Linked DNA regions of Sus scrofa: region 1 is linked to region 2. The links are chromatin contacts, called in public HiChIP or PLAC-seq maps. All regions are on one chromosome and are shown on one strand. The core of a region is the stretch at or near the end of the contact, and the rest is flanking DNA. Distances in the headings are between cores, read along the strand shown.

Region 1 (2,700 bases), core at 64-2,563, 160 kb after region 2:
CAGATAACATTTCAGGAAAATCTGGCTGGAGCTCCCAAGGGCATCACATCCACACGAAAAAGATGTACCTCTACGGGTCCATTGTCTGCTTATACAGGGAAACAGCAGCTGCTCCTGAATCAATGGGGGGAGAGATTTTTATAAGATCTATGCAAACTGAAGCTATGGTTAAATGTACTTACTAGTGGTTAAGGTTTTTATTAGCACGTCTTTTCTTTATTTTTTAGGGCCGAACCTGCAGCATATGGAAGTTTCCAGGCCAGGGGTCAAATCAGACCTGCAGCTGCCAGCCTATACCACAGCCACAGCAACATCAGATCCTTAACCCACAGAATAAGGTCGGGGATCAAACCCACATCCTCATCCTCATGGACACCAGTCAGGTTCTCAACCCACCGAGCCACAAAGGGAACTCCTTATTAGCACATCTTAATAGAAGCTTTCTTTTTTCTTTCTTTCATGGCCACACCCACAGCATGTGAAAGTTCCCAGGCCAGGAAGTGAATCTGAGCCACAGCTGTGACCTATGCTGCAGCTACAGCTGCAGCAACGCTGGATCCTTTAACTCACTGTGCAGTGCTGGGGATCTAACTTGTGCCTCCGCAGTGACCTGAGCCGCTGCATTTGGGTTCTTAACCCACTGGATCACAGCAGAAACTCCATAGAAATTTTCTTTTTTTCTTTCCTTTTCTTTTTGCTTTTTAGGGCCGTAACCACGGCAATATGGAGATTCCTAGGCTAGGGGTCGAATCAGAGCTACAGCTGCCAGCCTATGCCACAGCCACAGCCACTCCAGATCCCAACCATGTCTACGACCTACACCACAGCTCACGGCAATGCCAGATCCTTAACCCACTCAGCAAGACCAGGGATTGAACCCACAACTTCATGGTTCCTAGTCGGATTCATTTCCGCTGGGCCACGACAGGAACACCAAAGTTTTCTTTTTATTCAGAGCTAAGTTCACAAATATTCAGCAGAAATTTCTACAGCAGAGCAGGAGAAGGTGGAGACAAGTAGATACAAGATGGTAAGCCCATGAATAATGGACACGGAAAAGGCTGGGCCCCAGAAATACACCAGCCAGAAGCAGTAATGCAGACCGTCGACGCCCTGGCCTTTTGGGTCACAGGCACAGGCAATCCAAGAGTTACTCAACTTTGCTTAGGACTGTGTCCAGCATACAAAGAGCCCTCCCCAGCCTGTCCTCTCCAATCTCCCCCAATTCCTGCCTGAATTGCTCTGCCCCCCTTGATCACTTTGCTCACCCTCAGAAAGAAACCAGGCTGCCTTGGGGAATGGTGCCAGCTGGTGGCTGATACAGAGAACTATCTATTCATCATCACCCTTTTCTCTCCTTTCTCCAGGAGGACACCATCAGTCACCCCCTCCTCTGCTTCCTCCCATTATGATCACAGAGGGCTTAATTTCAGGAGTTGCCATCGTGGCTCAGAGGTTAACGAACCTGACTAGGAACCATGAGGTGGGGAGTTTGATCCCCGGCCTTGCTCAGTGGGTTAAGGATCTGGCACTGCCATGAGCTGTGGTGTAGGTTGCAGATGCGGCTCAGATCCCGCGTTGCTGTGGCTGTGGTATAGGCCGGTGGCTACAGCTCTGATTAGACCCCTAGCCTGGGAACCTCCATATGCCGCAGGAGCGGCCCAAGAAATGGCAAAAAGACAAAAACATAAATTTCAAAGTCTAAAATCCCAGGACAGAATCTCAGATCCCCCACTTCCCTACCCAGAGACCAAGCGCAAGTCACATAACCTCGCTCCGCTTCGCTCCCTTCTCTGTAGTCATGGACAGAAGTACCTTCCTACCCAAAAGGCCTTTATGAAGCAGCAGAAACAAACACACCATGAACAGAACAGTGCTCATCAAACAGAGGAGACAGACTCGCCCATCTGCTCACTCCCCACCAGCTGGTTTAGGAATCTGAATGCCCAACTCACAGGAATTCCATGGCCATCGTGCTCCAAAACTGCACCGTTGACAACAGATTGAGGTTTTTAATTGGGTTCAAAGGATTTTTTTTTTTTTTTTTAGGGCTGCACCTGTGGCATATGGAGGTTCCCAGGCTGGGGGTCGAATCATAGCTGTAGCTGCTGGCCTACACCACAGCCACAGCAACGCCAGATCCAAGCCACATCTGCAACCTACACCATAGTGCATGGCAATGCTGGATCTTTAACCTACTGAGTAAGGCCAGGGATCAAACTTTCGTCTTCATGGATACTAATCAGATTCATTTCCACTGAGCCACGACGGCGACTCCCTTATTTTTTTTTTGTTTTTCAAATTCTTTTAAATTGTATTTGCCTTCCTCAGAGGTAAAGATGCCATTTCAACACTGAACGGGCTCTCTTGTCTGGTGGGGTAACTGTATTTTCAGTGTAAATGCCACGGTTCTGATCAACGGGCCAAGCAATCCCTTGGGACTTATATCAGTTGTTTTGAAGTCTCTAACTCTCCGGACAGGAGAAACTCCTGTTCTTGACCCACCAAGCCCTACGTGATCACTGGGCCTCCCCAGGCCCCCCTCCACACTTGGCAATTGGGCTCTGGGTTTACCAGGAGAAAGTCTAAAGTATTCCACTTGAAACCAACTTTTCCTGGACTGAGGCTCTGCTCCATGACCAAAGGCTGGCTCCCTGTGATAAAGATCTCAAAGGGGCTAATGAAATTATCTCCTCTGCC
Region 2 (2,890 bases), core at 77-2,576:
AAGGCCTAGCACCACAGCCGGTGGGTAAGTACCTGCTGCCCGCTCTTCACGGCAGTGCTAACCTCTCCGACGGCCTCTGGCGTCGGGGTGTGTGTGTTGGAGAGACCCCGGTTGAAGACAAATCCTTATTTACTTACTAGGTTAACTGCGAACAAATAGGCCTCTTATGAATCATGACAGCTGTCTATCCTGAAGGAGAGGTTATTTATAAGAAAGCAATAAAAACTGTCATTTTTTTTTAACCTCTGTCATATACCTGATGGATTTTTAGTGTCGGTTTTCGGGATTGAGCAAATTGAGACATATGTTGTCATCTCTAAAAGTATGGAAAATTACTGGTTTTGTTTTTTTCTCTCTTCCTGAAAGGGAACAGTGTTTTCTTCAGTTATATTATGGTGTGGCTTTTTTGGACTTAAACTTGGATGCTAGTCTAAGAGTCCACTCAGCAGAGATGTTGGTGTCCCCTGCCTCTCACCCTATCCAGTCGAGGTAAAAGGAAACGACAGCTGTTGTGAATGCAGACCTTGGTGTCAAACTTCCATCTGACCTTTGGCTTTGCCACTTAGTGTTTTAATTCGGGGCACGTTAACCTCAGTAAAGGTACTTTGGGGTCAGTTAATACATCTATAAAATAAGGATAATAAGAGTTTCCAGTCCTAGGGCTTTTTGATGAATAAATGAATTGTATGAAGTGCTTAGCAGAGTAGCTGCACATGGAAAGTGCCTAATAGTTATTCAAAGTTCTCATTATCTGTCTCTGGGTATTAAACACTCTCAAATCTCAATCTCCAACCCGATCTTCTGTCCATAGTATCCCTAGCTGCACACAGGACTTCTCCGTTGGCAGCCTAAGCTGAGCCTTCATCCCATCACCATTTCTGCTTCTGCTGCATTTCTGATCTAGGTCATGGCGCCACTTCCTACCCAGTGCCCAGACTAAGTAGCAGAGGGTCATCCCGGACTTGTTCTCCTCCTCCCCCAACTGCTTCTCATCAGTCCCCGAGCTGCCCCTCCTTTCTCCCCAACATCATCTCACTGTCTTCACGATCTCCTGCCCAGGTGTGCTTTCTCTTGAGAATACATCTTAGTGGTTTCTCCCAAGCACAGGTACGTGGTGGACTACCTGCCTGTAGATAATAGATTTTTCAGGATATGTGGCTATAAAACGCCAAGGATCTGCTAATAGCTACAAGTTTTTTGATGGATTTTTCTTTTCTGCGTGGTTTTACTACTTCCTCTTATTTATTTCTGCTTTTATGTACATCCTGTGCATCTAAGCAAAATGACCAGTTCAAGACTTATCTAGCAGCTCTCTCGAGGGTGAGAAGGACGCTGCAGGGAAGCAGATAGCGGGAGCAGCAGGGGGCGGCCCCAGCCCCATGACCAAGCAGCTGATAGGACCCTGAAATAAAGACAGTTACTGGTTCTGGCTGCTTTTTGGAGAGTAGGCTAAAGGTTTGCTTTGATGCTCTTACCCTTTAGTGTTCGGGAGTTTTTGTTGTTGTTGTCTTTTTTCCTTTTTTTTTGAGGGCCGTGCCCGCAGCATACGGAAGTTCCTAGGCTAGGGGCGAATAGCAGGTGCCGGCCTACACCACAGCCACAGCAACGCCAGATCCGAGCCGCGTCTGTGTCTACATCACAGCTCATGGCAACGCTTAACCCACTGAGTGAGGCCAGGGATCGAACCCAAAACCTCATGGTTCCTAGTCGGATTCATTTCTGCTGTGCCACGGTGGGTACTCCTAGTGTCTGGGAGTTTTAAAAGGTACTATATTACTAGAAACTACTAAACTAACCCACTTAAAGGAACTGTCCAGGACAGTCAAGACTGTTATTAAGTGATTTTATGTTAAGCAAACACTTAAGGAGAGCTAGGAGTGTGTTGAATGCAGTATCTTCCAGCCAGCTCAATCATGGAAAGTTGATCCAGTAGCAAAACTGCTAAGTTAAAAACTAAGGATGAGATGGGAAGCACACGTGAGGGTCCCCCAGCCTCTGCTGAAATTTAAAGCCAGGGTCCTTTCTCTTGGGGATTAACTTTTGAGAACGATGTAGTAATAGCTGAAAAAGCTGTGTTACTTAGATCTTAATTTGACGATGTTTTGCCTTTTTTGATTGAGCTAATTTTTTCAGCTTTTAATTTTGATTCCTATTAGAAATCTGGCACGTGTCAGGTATGTTTAGAGGTGAAAGCATGTAGTTTCAGCTATCACAGGCCCTGGATTGGGAAAAGAAATAGCTATTTTTATTCTAAGCGAACATGCGATATGGAGAGATGAATACGAGTTTATAAGAAGGGCTGCTTGTGCCTTCTTTGAGTTTATGAATTAGAATTCTGCTTCTAGATGGGGCTTTTTACAGGCAGGATTACCTTCAGGAAATGTAGATGTGGCACTGCTCCATGACTGGCTTTTGATTTTGGTGTTTGTGTTGGAAGAGGAGGCTGTGTCCTTCAGTTGACTCGTCCCTTGCTGTGTGTGGTACGCGCTTCTTTACATGATGTACATAAGCCTTTTGACCACTGGGAAGCATCTCCATCTTTCTTGTATAGAATTTGAGAGGGTCCCCCCCCCAATTTAAAATTACATTAATGCTTCTCCAAGAAAGAAATTCATACATCTCTCAAAGTTAAAGTGAACCTAAGGTAGATGTATACATATGTTAGTAGTGAAAGGTATAGTTCATCAGTATTACAAATAAGTTAGTGTTTAAAATTTGATGGATGTTTTCTTGATCAAATTGTACACATCACATGGAAACCAAAATACCGAGACTTGCAAGAATCAGGACGTGTTTGCAAAATCAGGTTTAATTTGTATCTGGGAAGGGGAAGGGGAGCATGTGGTGAAAATACATATGCACAGGAACCTAATCAATGCTAGACAAACAA

Evidence for each region. HiChIP or PLAC-seq counts read pairs in DNA pulled down with a chosen protein or histone mark.
Region 1: an H3K27ac HiChIP or PLAC-seq map of alveolar macrophages shows a contact between it and region 2. The contact joins two enhancer-like sites. A contact is called at or near these places in 5 of 47 Hi-C or Micro-C datasets (embryonic fibroblasts, mesenteric adipose tissue, retroperitoneal adipose tissue and 1 more) and 1 of 2 datasets of contacts at active chromatin or transcription factors (alveolar macrophages).

The regions. Positions count from the first base shown.
Region 1 is chr2:87,476,643-87,479,342 of Sscrofa11.1, forward strand. The region is part of intron 2 of LHFPL2 (lipoma HMGIC fusion partner-like 2); the gene reads right to left. Among named protein-coding and RNA genes, the nearest start is that of LHFPL2, 20 kb to the right of the region's middle. Within about 2 kb of position 1,314, at least 4 of the 83 cell types and tissues checked have an H3K27ac peak or open chromatin away from gene starts, as enhancers often do. A contact at or near this core is called in alveolar macrophages, where this site is marked.
Region 2 is chr2:87,318,330-87,321,219 of Sscrofa11.1, forward strand. It overlaps a transcript of LHFPL2 not described here. Among named protein-coding and RNA genes, the nearest start is that of SCAMP1, 110 kb to the left of the region's middle. Within about 2 kb of position 1,327, at least 5 of the 83 cell types and tissues checked have an H3K27ac peak or open chromatin away from gene starts, as enhancers often do. A contact at or near this core is called in alveolar macrophages, where this site is marked.